Linked DNA regions of Mus musculus: regions 2 and 3 are each linked to region 1. The links are chromatin contacts, called in public HiChIP or PLAC-seq maps. All regions are on one chromosome and are shown on one strand. Each heading gives the region's core, a stretch centred on a gene start, on an enhancer-like site or on the middle of the called end of the contact. The rest is flanking DNA. Distances are from core to core; before and after follow the strand shown. Region 1 overlaps Cmip (c-Maf inducing protein). Region 2 overlaps Bco1 (beta-carotene oxygenase 1). Region 3 has its middle 21 kb from the start of Gan.

What was found. HiChIP or PLAC-seq counts read pairs in DNA pulled down with a chosen protein or histone mark.
Region 2: a FOXA1 HiChIP or PLAC-seq map of pancreatic cancer cells shows a contact between it and region 1. The contact joins two enhancer-like sites. A contact is called at or near these places in 2 of 115 datasets of contacts at active chromatin or transcription factors (embryonic stem cells and pancreatic cancer cells) and 1 of 9 other capture datasets (adipose tissue).
Region 3: an HNF4G HiChIP or PLAC-seq map of pancreatic cancer cells shows a contact between it and region 1. The contact joins two enhancer-like sites. A contact is called at or near these places in 1 of 115 datasets of contacts at active chromatin or transcription factors (pancreatic cancer cells) and 2 of 9 other capture datasets (adipose tissue and liver).

What each region holds. Positions count from the first base shown.
Region 1 is chr8:117,341,858-117,346,573 of GRCm38.p6, forward strand. The region is part of intron 1 of Cmip (c-Maf inducing protein); the gene reads left to right. Among named protein-coding and RNA genes, the nearest start is that of Gm51554, 29 kb to the left of the region's middle. Within about 2 kb of position 2,689, at least 38 of the 459 cell types and tissues checked have an H3K27ac peak or open chromatin away from gene starts, as enhancers often do. A contact at or near this core is called in pancreatic cancer cells, where this site is marked.
Region 2 is chr8:117,113,887-117,118,602 of GRCm38.p6, forward strand. It overlaps Bco1 (beta-carotene oxygenase 1), which reads left to right. Exons shown (of 11, transcript NM_021486.3): 7 at 3,506-3,763. Among named protein-coding and RNA genes, the nearest start is that of Bco1, 20 kb to the left of the region's middle. Within about 2 kb of position 2,300, at least 77 of the 459 cell types and tissues checked have an H3K27ac peak or open chromatin away from gene starts, as enhancers often do. A contact at or near this core is called in pancreatic cancer cells, where this site is marked.
Region 3 is chr8:117,134,841-117,139,556 of GRCm38.p6, forward strand. No RefSeq gene overlaps it. Among named protein-coding and RNA genes, the nearest start is that of Gan, 21 kb to the right of the region's middle. Within about 2 kb of position 2,266, at least 35 of the 459 cell types and tissues checked have an H3K27ac peak or open chromatin away from gene starts, as enhancers often do. A contact at or near this core is called in pancreatic cancer cells, where this site is marked.

The DNA.
Region 1 (4,716 bases), core at 1,439-3,938:
GTAGTTGACCACCATGACAGCTAAGTGATTAAGACACCAGCCTTCATATGTGGTCAAGATGCCTTGACCAACAAGTCCACCTGCTGAGGGATTCTGTCCCCCTCAATGTCCTGGCCCATGCTCCCTCAAACCTCAGATATTTCTTATCTTGGAACTTTTGGGGTTATTTTGCTGTGCGTGTGTGTGTTTTGTGTGTGCGCACACATACACACTCACGTGCATATGAGCAGCACATGTGTGTGGAGGCTAACAGGCCGACCTCTGCATCCTTCCTCCTTGTCCTTGTTATTTTTTAAATGGTTATTTTTAAAATTTTTTAAATGGTTATTTTTTAATTTTTATTTTTAAATTTGTCCTTGTTATTTTTTAAATGGCTATTTTTTAAATTTTTTAAATGGTTATTTTTTAAATAAATGGTTATTTTTTAAATTCATTCCCTTATTGCCGGGGTGGGGTACTCATGTCATAGTCTTGGACTTGTGAGTTCTCCATGCCTGGCTTAGGGCATCTGCCCTTCCGTAGGCATTTGTCTAACCTCTGCCTAGTGGCACTCCAAGCGGACATAGGTGCCCATGCCTGGTTCTGTGGCCATCCTTTCCCTGAACAGAACAGTGTCACCTCCACCCTGGTGACATCCAAATGTCAGATGACCGGCAGAGATCCCTCTTCAGGGGCTTCCCATGAGAACACCCAGAAACAGTTAACATAGGCCTCTCTCCAGGACATCACGTTGATGTTCAGGGCTTCCCAGAACTCTGCCCCTGGCCTCCTAGATTCTGTGAATCATGTGTGGGGTACCTCATTGCGGTGAGGCAGTGGGACTGGACGTGCTGAGGCAGAGGTCAGAATCTTGGGGTGAGTGTCTGACCTTGAGCTCGGATGAACCAGTCACTCCCTCAGTGTCTCAGTTTCTCCACCTAGAGTTGAGGTGAGTATAAAATAATCCGCTGTCTGAAACCTCCATCTGGATCTAGGTGGGCCACCTTCTCTTTGAGAAAGACAGGTTCCTGTTTTACTTTCTGTCTCAGGAAATAAGTAACCTTGACTCATTGTTTATGCAATTGACCCCCTGGGTGTTGGGAGTACACACCCATCTTTAATCCTGGCCCCTGGGGGGCAGAGGCAGATAGAGTTCAAGGGTAGTGTGGTCTACATAGTGAGTTCTAGGACAGCCAGAGGGACATACTACATAGTGAAGATCCTGGAGGGGTGGGGTGGGGGTGGGGGTGAGATTTTGACTCCTGCCACCTTGTTGTGACCCCTCGAGTCTCCTCAGTGACATTCCATCTCCACTTCTGCTTTCTTCCTAAAGAGGAAGCAGGCTTGGCTCTTACCACTAGTATAGCCCACACTGACCGGAAGGCACCTTCCCATCTTAGCGGAATGCGGCTACTTTAAGGAGCTTTTAAATCGCACCCACCCAGCACAAGAACAGTGTAAACAAGCCTCAGTCAGGGAATCCATTTCTCCTTTCATGTAGTCCTAGGTTCCCTGGATTGGTCCTGGGTAGAATTAAGTACCGGCCTCGGCAGGGTCAGCTGCCCCCACCCAGTCATCGTATTCTTTGGACTCATTGGTTGCTCTGTCCCGGCACAATCAATCCGGATTTACAGAGGACGGGCTCCTGAATCTGTGTGAGTGTCTTTTACACGAGAGAAGGAAGTTGGTTCTTAAGTGGCACCAGGGGTGAGAAGTCACAGGCGTGGAAAAGGAGGGGTTCTTATAGCCGAGTCTCTGCAGCGCTGTGTGAGGTGATGCTGGCGTGTGAGGGCTTTCAGAGATGACAAGGTGCTGCTTGAGCTCTGGGCGTGTGCCTTGAGCGTGTGAGCCCTACTTGTTGGTGAGCAGAGCATTTCCAGGCGCTGTGAGTGTCCCCACACCACTTCTGCTTTGTCATGGCTTGGATCCCGGAAGCCCCTGTTTCTGCTCTGGGTGCAGTACAGGCTGCCAGGCCTCTGCAAAGGAATCTTTGCTCACATGTAAACATGAGTTCAGGTGAATGAAGCTGTGTATTTGTGTGCGTGTGTATACACACATACATTTATAATACACACGGGAGTGTGCGATATACACTTATATTTAAATGTGGAACATTGTATATGTGCGTCCAAACTGAATATGCACAGAGGGTGTGGACATGTTTACATGAGTGCTCATGTATGTATATATGTTTAGGGGTGTGGATACAGGCACACAAACACGTGCATGTTTTGTGTTTGTAGGGGTGTGGTGTGTATACACTGATACATGTGTGTTGCATATTGATGTGTAGGGTGTTCTGTGTATGCCTGTGAATATGTGGGTGGAGGGGTTTTGTATGCTCATGTGTGAATGTGTATGTAGATGGGGTATGGGTGAATGTTTGTGGAGGAACATATGAATGTGTATGATGTATGCATGTGCTGTGGTGAATATGTGTGCCTTCTATGTGCCATATATGAATGCGTGCTATGTGTAAATATGTGTGTGTCACATGTCTGTGTGTGTGAACATGTGTCATGTGTGAATGTGTGTCCCAGGTTGTACTCCTGATCCCTGGCATGGGTAATTTCCATGTGGCATTTTACTCTTCAGAGTCTTTGCAAGACAGAGGCCAACTCCCGAGTTTTCCAGGTAGCCAATCCAAGTGTGACTCATCAGGCTTTGCATTCTCTATGCCGACTGACACTGACCAACGCCCCTTGGCTCCCTAGGCCTTCCTTAGACAGCGTTTTACTGGCACCTGAAGAGCCCTCCTCTTGCACACTCCTAGACCTCTGCAGGATCAGGCCACAGACAACAATCCCTTCTTTTTCCTGTGTCCTGTCTGAGGCCTCCCCACCCAGCTCCTTGCCTCTCTCATCCTGGAAGACAGTGGTCCCCACTGTGTGACCTCACACACCCATCATCCCTGTATTGTGCAAAGCAGTGAGGGCTCACCTGTCTGACGAGAACACGGGACAGGGCTCCAGCCAGGCAAAACAGAGAGTTGGAAGGTAGGGCTCTATCATACACCTGGCTGATCAGTTTCTGTTTACCCCACCATCACCACCACCATGCCCCTGCTATCCTTGGAATTGTTTCTCTGTGAAGGTTGCTTGTGAACCCACAAGGGACATGATTGTTAACCCCACATGACAGGAGATCTCTGAACAGACTTACAAGTTGTGGTTACAGTCTGGGTGTCAGTTGAATGAGAGTGCACAGGGTCCCTACACGCCGGTGAGAGAACTTCTAAATTTGTCTCAGACAGAGTCACACCCTCACCGGAGGCAGAACTTAGGGAACGCAGGAGAATCCAGCGTGACCTACATTGGCAGGAAATGGGACGAGGAGGGTGGGTGGGTGGGTGGGTGGGACGTGGCGATGCTCACGGTGAGTAAAGGCATCGGGGGAACATCCCAGCCAACAGTCAGGGATGAAAAGCATTCAGTTTGGTTTATAAAAGACTCCCCGTTCATCCCTTGCAACTTACATATATTTTGTAAACTCCTGTAGGGGACTCTATTGACTAAGCCATAGGCAAGGAGCTAGAGCTCTGGGGAAGAGGAAGAAGGGGCCAAAGTCTGGTTCTCTGAGTGACGAGAAAGCAGACTTACCCTCCATTTTCCTCTGTGACTCTGGTGGTGGTGGCGGCGGTGGTGCTGCTGGTGTTGGTATGGTGGTAGTGTGTCTGGGGTTGGGGAGGACCGCAGGACAGGGTGCTTGGCTCACACTGGTGCAGATGGCGATAGTTGGTTGCAGGGTACACTGTCCCCTTCGCGAGGGGACGAGAGGATGTGGTCAAGGGTGGTTGTGCTCCTGAGCTTGCTGAGGAAGAGACAGTATCTGAGTCACAAGTTGTTCGCTGGTCCCTGTCTTCCTTTCTATGGCTGATGTTTACAGGACAGGACAGCACAGAACGGAATAAAAGCCCTGTGCATCCAGCCCTCGGAGTGTTTTCAGACCAAAAAGAGACGGAGACTGTGACTGCCACCCAGTGATCCAGGACGACGGTCAGTAGGTGGTCAAGCACAAGTTCTGTTGCCAATCCTGTACCCACCTGCCCTGCCCAGTCCTGTAACCATGGGGCATGGTGAGGCAGGGCACACAATAAGTCTGCCCGTGTAATTAGAGAAAAACAGAAGTCGAAGGTGCAGCCCAGACTCATAAGCCTCCTTTCCAGGGCTCCAAGCTCCCTATAGCTGCTGGAAGTCAGTCAGATTGCACCATGTGGCCGCAAGCACCCCACTGTGGCAGAGTTCTGCTTTACAGTGCGGACCTGGTACCAGGCTGCAAAGGCCCGTTTGGTAGGGGCACTTACGGTCATGTGGGGTTGGGTCAAGTCCGGCACCTGTCCCTTCATACTGTAGAAGGAAGGCCAAGGCCAGTGCCGAGCCTCGAGAGGCAGAGAGGATGCAGAATGGCTGGCTCAGGTAGGTAGACTGCTTCCTGGGCCCAGGGAAGAACTGTGTGGTAAGGCCTAAGCTCTGGAAAGATCTGGAGAGACAGGGAGGGGTGTGTGGTTGGATTGCAGTTCTGGGGCAGACAGTATGGGCTATACGCAGTTTGGTACAAATGAGGTGGCAGGAACTGTAAATCTTGAAAGGGAAAGACACCTGCCTCCCCTGCTCCTGCCGAATCCTGGCCTGATGGCCTTTGGGAGCCATCTCTAAGCACCCTGGTTTGCTAGGTAGAGAGGGTCCCCATGGCCAGAAACAGTAGCTTATAGAATAGCAAGGCTAGGCATCACTCTAA
Region 2 (4,716 bases), core at 1,050-3,549, 230 kb before region 1:
TCTCTACCATCCGTTGGGAGGGCTCCTCAGCACCTCTCTCCTCTCATTGTACAGTCTTGGTCGGCTTAGTGAGTCCTGGGTACCAGTGAGCTTACACATCAGGATGACACTGGGCCCACAGATGTGGAGTGAAACCATCTCCTTCAGTCAGAGGCACATGCGTGTTCTATGCACACGCAGATGAGCATGTACACATATGCGCACGCATGGGTGGATGTTAAACACATGTGTATGTACGTCTGTGTGTATTTATTTGCTGTTGCTGCTTTTGACAAACGTCCAGCGATTCTCAGTCTTAACTATCCATATAACAAACACACCAGTATAGAAAGCCACACACAAAATCCCTTTCCTGGGCTGGCGATGTAGCTCAGCTGGTAGGGTGCTGGCTGGCCTAGCATACACGAAGCCTTGGGTTCAATTCCCAGGACTGTATACATTGGGCGTAGAGGTGTGTGCCTGCAATCCCAGAGGAGGCAGAGACAGGAGAATCAGGAGTTTAAGGTCATCCTTTGCGACACAGCAAGTCCAAGGCCAGCCTGGGCTACCTGAGATCTTATCTCAAAATAATATTTGTTTAAAAATCCGTTTCCCACCAGACTCCCCACCATCTTCCCTCCCTCTTCTTTCCCTCTCTGCTCCCCATTCTGGATAAAGTCACCATCATCTACTGGCTGCCCATGTCAGTATTTGTGGATACTCACCCACTTCCATTTATAGGAACCAATATGCTGGCTAGCCACCCTCTTTAACACCACCCTCTGTCTCCTCAGGAGAAGGAGGAGTTAGATGAGGTCCACCACTGATAATACCCTTCTAGAAATTTCTCAGAATAGCATTCAAGGGCTCCATTGACCACCCTCAGTTCCCTCACACGTGTCTCTCTCTCTCACTCCTTGCTTATTCCGGGTGTCTTCTCTGATGTCTGACTGCTGAGGGGCCTCCTGGTGTTCTGTTCTTCTGGGAATAAGATGGCTTCCTCCCTCACTGGTCTAGATCCCCAAGCCTTCTTTCCTGAACCTATCTGCTGTGCTTTATAAAAAAGAAAAAGAAGCCAGGGATATGTTTGGTGAAGGCTCGGGGGGAGGGGGTGTCTTTGCAGGCCCATGCTGAGGCACCGTTCCCCCTGAGGTACCAGCCATAAGATAGAGTGGTGCAGACAGAGAGAGGCAGAGAGAGAGAGAGAGAGAGAGAGAGAGAGAGAGAGAGAGAGAGAGAGAGAGAGAAAAAGAGAAAGAGAGAGAGAGAGAGAGGCTGGCCATGAGCACGCAGAGAAAGAGTGGGGGAGGAAATGGGAAGAGAAGGGACAGAGGGGGAAGAAGCTAAGAGAGCAAGAGAAGAGAGGAGGGGAGGGGGCAAGCAGCCCCTTTTATAGCGAGTCAGGTGGACCTGGCTATTGCTAGGCAACTGCGGGGCGGAGCCTAGAAGATATGCCAACACTAGCTGCAGGAAATCCCTGGCTGGCATTTTCTAGCTACCAACCCTAGTTTGTTTTTCTTGAGAGTGCCCTTCATCTTTGATATATTCCAGATTTCATATTTCTCGTGGGTTCCATCCTGCTCACATTACAGTCGCTATGGTTCTCAAAGAAGTGCCCAGTATCAGAAGGGCCTCGGTATTTGTAGAGTGAATGAACAGAACAGGGGAGTCAACTCAAGTTGAATACACTCTCTAGACATCTTCAGAGACTCTGGGGTTCTCCTACTGCCACGACCTGGAGACCAGGAAGCCTGGGATCTGTAACTGTGGGGAGGCCCTGGACCAGAGGGTCCCAAGCTCCAGAAGTCAACTGGGAGTAAGCTCAGAAATCCAAGTGTCCAGCTTGGGGCTGGAGTCACAGCAAAGAAACTGTCTAAACCAATCACTCAAGTGCTTACCTGTCCGCGATGACACGCCCCGCCCTATGACGTCACAGCTCTCCTCCGTGGCCTCTGGGGGAGGGGGGAGGAAACAACCAGACCAAAGAAGCCACCTCCACCCTCCTCCCTCAGGAAGGTAGTTTAGCCAGAACTGCCAGAAGAGATAACAGAGAAAGGAGTGGACAGGGAGAGAGGGAGGAGGGAGAAGGGAGGGGAGGGGGAGGGGAAGGAAAGGTTGTATCAGACAAACGTCTGACCTGTAGACATGGCTCATTATCGCCCAGGATGATATTAGATATTAGTCTGGTCACAAACAGCCAGGCCACCTGGGGCAGATGCAGCTCCCTAGCCAATCCTGGGTCCACTCCCCTACAGCCCTGAGGACAGGGTGGGTGGCTTTAGCTAGCAGCCCTGGGAAGCAGGCTCTGCATTGCAGGGCACGGGAGAGAGGACCAAAGGACTCCAGCCTCAGCTGGAACCTGGCACCGACCTTCTACCGGCATGACTGTTCCCAGGGAACCTATCTGGAACCACAGCAGCGCTCTCTTGGCGCCCTCCCCAAAGGCTGCCCAGCCACCTTGGTGGCAGAGCTGCCCTCCTGTGGCCTATATGTCACAGAAATGCTGCAGGCCTGCTCCATTCACTGAAGGCTTTGCCTGTCTGTCAGGATGACAGCAGTCTGTTTTGTTTTCATGTTTACTTTCTTGTGTATGTCTGGGTGTATTTGCATGTGGTGTGTGTGTGTCTGCCTGCCTGTCTGTCCGAGCATGCACGCACCCATGCACATGCATGTGTGTTCAAGCTGAAGCAATGAGGCCAGACATCAATCTCCCGTGCTGTGCCTTGAGACACCGCACACCCTGGTTTTTGGAACAGTGTCTCTACCTGGCCTGTGATCTGCTAATTCAGCTAGGTTATTCAGCCAGAAGGCACCACGGGTCCTCCTGTCTCTGCCCCAACCCTAAGCACTGGGGATTATAACCACCACTCCCTGTTTCTTCTTCCCGTGTTTGCCAAGGATCAAAGTCAGGCTCTCAACCTTGGACCATAACCACCTTATCAAGGGAGCCTCCCCCGCAGCCCCTTGTCTTACGTTTTCATTAGGAAATACTTATTTAAAGTGGCAGAGTCACAATATTTTCATCCCAACGTATCACCTGCTTTATGCTCATCCCTTCTGTCTTCTACTTCCGTTCACATACACCTATACACAAAATATAGAACTTGGGGGCTGGAGAGATGACTCAGTGGTTAAGAGCACTGGCTGCTGTTCCACAGGGCCTGAATTCAATTCCCAGCAGCCACATGGTGGCTCACAACCATCTATAATGGGATCCAATGCCCTCTTCTGGTGTGTCTGAAGAGAACAGTGTATTCATATACATAAAATAAATAATTCTTTTAAAAAATACATAGACGTTTGAAAGAAGTAAACATCTTTTGCGGGACATCTTGGTTGATTTTGCAGTTTGGCCATTGTGAATAGCACGACCTGGCAGTTTGAGATGGGTACAGAGCTCAGAATGGGGAAAGGGACATCTATATGGCCTAAGCTAAGGCAGGCCTGGTGTTGTGATGTCACCATACCAGGTATATCCGAGGGTGAGCTGAACGCTGCATGGGCTGACATGGGTGTCTTCTTTTAGACATACATTCATATCATCGACCAGAGGACCAGGAAGCCTGTGCCTACCAAGTTCTACACAGATCCCATGGTGGTCTTCCATCATGTCAATGCCTACGAGGAGGACGGCTGTGTGCTGTTTGATGTGATCGCCTATGAGGACAGCAGCCTCTATCAGCTCTTCTACCTGGCCAACCTGAACAAGGACTTCGAGGAGAAGTCCAGGCTGACCTCAGTGCCTACCCTCAGGAGGTTTGCTGTGCCCCTCCATGTGGACAAGGTACCGTGTTTGGGGATAGGTTGGCGGTGGGGGTTCTCTGCTTTCTGGATAGCCCTGAATCTGGGCAGAAATTTCTCTTGATGCTTGTTGACACTGAATCCCACAATGCACTGGGTTTTCCTTTTCGTTTTGCTTTGCTTTGCTTTGTTCTGCTTGCAAGGATGGAACCCCCAGCCTCACACGCAATTTACCCCTGAGTGACAGATTCCCTGCCCCAGCCCTGAACTGTACTTTGAAAAAAATTGTTTTTTGTTGTTCTTCTAAAAGCAGCTCTGTTCTGTCGAAAGTTTAGGAAGAATAGATAAGTGAGAAAGAAACAAAGAAAGAGGCAAAGGTTTAGTTTTGTTTTGTTTTGTTTTGTTTTGAACCTGGCTTGGAGTGGTTACAGGTTGTGTTGCCTGCACTGAGGAGGTTAAGGCCAGCCTGGGCTACATAGCCAGACCTTTGTCTCAAACAAATGAATGATCCCCATTAAACTCACCATGCAAGATGAACACTGTGTTTGTGTTTACTCCAGTCTCCCCGGATACACATTAGATAGATAGATAGATAGATAGATAGATAGATAGATAGATAGATAGATAGATAGACAGACAGACACATACATACATACATACATACATACATACATACATACACACACACATACATACATACAAAACATGCACACATGTACATATATATTTTAATTGCACCTTTTAACAGTTTTATTGAGATATAATCCACACACTATAGACTTCATCCATTTAAAGCATTCAATTCATTGTCCTTTGTGTAGTCAGAGTTGAGCATCCATCTCCACCCTCAGTTTTGAATATTTTTTACCAGACTTAGAGAAATCCCATCCTCTTTACCCCTTAGCCACCATGTCCTAGAAACTCTCCTGTTGCCCCAGGCAACCACAGATCTCCTCCAGCCTTAACAGCGTCACCTGTCCAAATGCGTGATGTCGG
Region 3 (4,716 bases), core at 1,016-3,515, 210 kb before region 1:
GGCAGAGGTAGGAGGGTCCCTGGGGCTTGATGGCCAGAGAGCCTACTCAGCAAACAGTGAGGGACCCTGTCTTGGAAAATAAGGTGGAGCATGATGAAGGGAAAGACCCAATGTCCACTTCCAGTCTAACACATATATGCACATGTCCTCAAGTGCACACACGTATAGGCAAATGCACTTTAAAAAGACCTTGAATGTGAATCAAGAATTGTATTAACCATGTTATTGTTCTTGGAATAAGCACCTATGAACATGAAAAAAAGGTGGGAGATCATCCCAGCTCCTTCCTCCATCCACTCCATCCTTTCTAATGGACCAAATTGTGGATGTGGCCTTTTGGCTTTCCCAGGTATGCTCTGTTTGTAAGTCATGTGGCCAGAAGGGCATGGTGCCCTGTGGTCATTCCATGCAACGGGTAGCAAAATATAAAAGAAAAAAAAAAAACACCTTGAAAGCCTGTTGAGAGCTTGTTTGATTTTCTTTCTTTCCTTTCTTCCTTTCTTTCTTTTCCTTCGAGGCAGGGTTTCTCTGTGTAGCCCTGGCTGTCTTGGAACTCACTTTATAGACCAGGCTGGCCTTGAACTCAGAAATCCACCTGCCTCTGCCTCCCAAGTGTTGGGATTAAAGGCGTGCGCCACCACCGCCCAGCTGCTTGTTTGATTTTTATGTGGCTGCGTCTTCCAGTTCTTCGGAGCCTATAAAGTGGGGCTGCAGAACTTCACCCTTCCTGGCCTGTAAGAAGTCCTATTGTATGATCAGTGATTGCAGGTTCCTTCTCTGCAGGAGGGGGGGGTCACTGAACTGGCACTGACCGGATGAGCCATGGCAAAAGGGCCACAGTTCAGGGTGGAAAACCAAAGCCAGGCTGGTCTGAAAAACCAGCAAGAGCCACATCAGCCCCCAGAAGGGAAAGGGGGTGTCCTGAGCTATTTGCACTTCAAGGTGGACTGGTATGTGGAGCAGAGCAGAAGGAAAGCCCCAAGCAAGACAATGGCTGGGATGGAGGAGCTCAGAAACCAGCCAAGTGGCTTCCCACTTGATTGCTGGGAGCCCCATGGTCATTGGCGCTTCACTGTTCGAGTCTAGTGGGTACCCAAAGCACAGGTTAAATTTATACATGCATATGTGTGTGCATGAGTGTGTCAGTAGTTCTGGTGTTACCGCTCATATAAAACTGGTACCATCCTTTGTTCACCGCCATATACTTCGTGGTCCATCAGCACAAGGATCCTCACGAGACTGCCCCTCCAACCTCTGGTCCCTACACCCTGGCAACCACCACCCATAGAATTTTGTCATCTCAGAAATTTCATCTAAAAACTGGTATCATGGCTCACACCTGTAATCCTAGTATTTGGGAAGCTGAGGCAGGAGAATTGCCATGAGTTTGAGGCCATCCTAGGCTAAAGAGTAAGACCTTATTTGAGAGAGTGACAGGTGGAAGAAGAGGAAGAGAAGGAGGACAAGAAAAAGGAGGAGGAGGAGGAAAAGGAGGAGAAGGAAGAGGGGAGGAGGAGGAGGAGGGGGAGGAGGAGGAGGAGGAGGAAGAAAGGTCCTGTAAGTGAATCATGCTGTGTTAAATCTTTTGAAGTTGGCCCTGTGCAGACCCCTCAGGCTGCTAAGTACTGCTAAATTCACTGCTCTGTTCCTAACACCTTAATACCACCTGGTGCGATGCAGATACTCAGTATTTGTTAATGAATGGATGAGTAGCTGAGTTAGTAGTTCCCCTAGCAAACATTTAACTCCACCCCAAGAGACAGACATTTCCCTAAAGAGCGGCTGCGAGCTGGGGAAGATAGACCACACACAGTTATCCACTGACATTCCTCTCCCTTAAGTCCCTGATCTATCCTGCCGCTCATGGCTCACTGCATCCTGGTCTCATCAGCCCTGTCTGTTTTCCTCACCGTGCCCATCTCGCCCTGAGTTTACAGTCAGCATGGATGGGGTAGATGGTGGCATGAAGACCACTGGAGTCCTTCCCCACCATGTCTGTCCCTTGGGAATCTCAGCCCTTCAGGCCTGGAAGGTTGGAAATGTCAGCTACAGTGGCCTGAAGGAGATGAGATGAGATCAGAACCTGGGTTTGGGTGGCAGGAGCGGAAGGGAGGTGACAGATGTGACAGTCACTCACCCACTCCTGCTTTAAATGTTTGAGGGTAGAGAGGAATGTGAGGCTGTTGCGTCCCCACCCCCATGTTCTCAGTTGCCAAACAGTGGCCAGACCTAATCTCAGGAAAGGGCCCAGTTCTGCAGGGAGGAAACAACATTGGTTTGTTGACCTTATTTAAGATGACAGCTGGAATACCATACTGGTGAGGGAGGCCAGCACACCAGATCCTGTTCTCTCGGTTTCAAAAAAATCCCCTGAAGATGGACGACAGGATACCTGATTTGCCTGGTCCAGGGTTCTATAATCCTGTTGCATTTCGTACATGCACAGGCCAGGACACTTAGCTAAAAGCTCTCCCTATGCATTCTTCTTTCTCCGAAGGACCACAAAACAATCTCCCTTGTCCTCCGGGACTTCCTGGTTAAGAAGTGTGTGGGTGGGCAAGACAAACAACCAGGAAGTTTGGGGAGAGCAGTATCTCTGGGTTTGTTTACATCAAGAGCTACTTCCTGGAGCATTCGAAGTCCGAGTGTCAGGTGCGGGAAAGGCAACAGGTGTCTGTTATGTCTACCACACATTTCCCTAGTGTGAGCCCCGTGCTGAGACAAGCTGGATGTGTCACCCGGGTGAATCAACACGGGAAAAACCTTCATGCCTTTGAGCCACGTGTGCAGTATTGATCCATACTTGGTTCCTCGGGACCAAAGTTACTGGTGCTGGGCTCAAAGCTTTGAACAGACGGCTGGTCCAGGTTAAGTCAAAACCGCTTTGACCTCTTCTTACACTGTCTAAAGATCTCTTGGGTGGTTTCTAAGTGTCCAGAATCTTTCCTGTGGCAGATTAGGACACACATGGAAAAGCTTTCAACATCAATACCATCTGAGGGCATCTGATACCACGTGACAGCAACGAGACACCTTGGGACCTCAGTACCTCATCTCCCCTCTGGAAGTTGAAACTTATATCCACTGTCACACAGGGTCATCCCTCTAGGTTGAGTCCCAGCCAAGAAGCAGAACGTTCTCTTGGCCACAGGATCTAAGTGAGGTGTGCTGCACTGAATCCGGGCAGGCTAGCCCTGCGCGAGGATCCCTCTTCCTGGTGATTGGAAGAAGCATCCAGGATGGGCGGGACTTCCAGAGGCCCTTGGGAGGCCCTTTGCGGAATCTGCAAAGGGGTCGCTCCTGCAGGTGGAGGCTGCAGCTTGGGACTAGGTAGAGGTTGATGTGAATCCCTGAACAAATCGTGTATAGAGCAAAGTTCTATAAAGTTCCAAGAAAGAGCCATAGAAAGGGGAGGAGGTAGATGAAGGAGTGCGTGCGTTCTCTGATTATAAATTTCTGTGTGTTCGTTGTAGAAATCCTAGCTAGGTTAAAATAAGATGAGAGAGACAACGAGAATCCCAAGACCCAAAGAAAACTAGTGAAAGCGTTCTGGTGTGTTTTCTATGCTTGGGTGCAGCGTCTACAGGCTAGCGATCTATTTATAAGCAACATGCCAGCTTAAAAACACATAACAGGTTACTATGCTCTTTTCATGGGTGCATGTTACCCCTCTTTGGGACGTGGCAGCTTGGGTAGTATGTACCATCCTATACTTTAAGGCATTTCGAATTTCTCCCTGTTGTTACTGATGGGTCGGTTTGCATGAAATTCTAGAGTCCTCGCCTGATATGCAGATGGCCAGTATTGTTTCCCTTTAAAAAAAAATGCCCACACAAGATTAATCTGGTCAGCTATACAGCTTGGATCATGAAGGGAATCATGAGTCTCCACCCCTAGCTGAAGAGCTATTGACAGGTGACCGCTGCTATGGGAGGGGGACTGGGTTTCTTTCAGGGTGTGGCCCTTGGTACTTGACTATGCTCCTCCAGTGGATAGCCTTATACCCAGAAACATATGAGCAGCACAATCCGTACTCCATGGCCTATAAAAGGGAGAGATGAGTGTGGATGGGAGAGAGGGTGGGTCTGGGAGGAGTTAAAGGAAAAGTTTCATATACATAGAATGGTATGTTGATTTGTTTGGTTTTTTAAAAAGATTTATTTATTATATATCTAAGTACACTGTAGCTGTCTTCAGACACACCAGAAGAGGGCGTCAGATCTCATTATAGATGGTTGTGAGCCACCATGTGGTTGCTGGGATTTGAACTCAGGACCTTCTGAAGAGCAGTCAGTGCTCTTAACTGCTGAGCCATCTCTCCAGCCCGGTATGTTGATTTTTTTTTTTTTAAGATTTATTTATTTATTTTATGAATGTGAGTACACTGTCACTGTCCTCAGACACACCAGAAGAGGGCATTGGATCCCATTACAGACGGTTGTGAGCCACCATGTGGTTGCTGGGAATTGAACTCAGGACTTCTGGAAGAGCAGCCAGTGCTCTCAACTGCTGAGCCATCTCTCCAGCCCCAATTTTTTTTTTTTTCCCCACAGAGTTTCGTTTAGCTCAGGCTGGTCTTGAACTCATTGCCGAGGATGACTGTGAACTCCTGGTCCTCCTGCTTCCACCCTCCGAGCGCTGAAGTTACAGGCACATGACATCACACTGTATGTGGTGCTGTTGATAGAATCCACGAATGCTAACGGTCACTCTCCC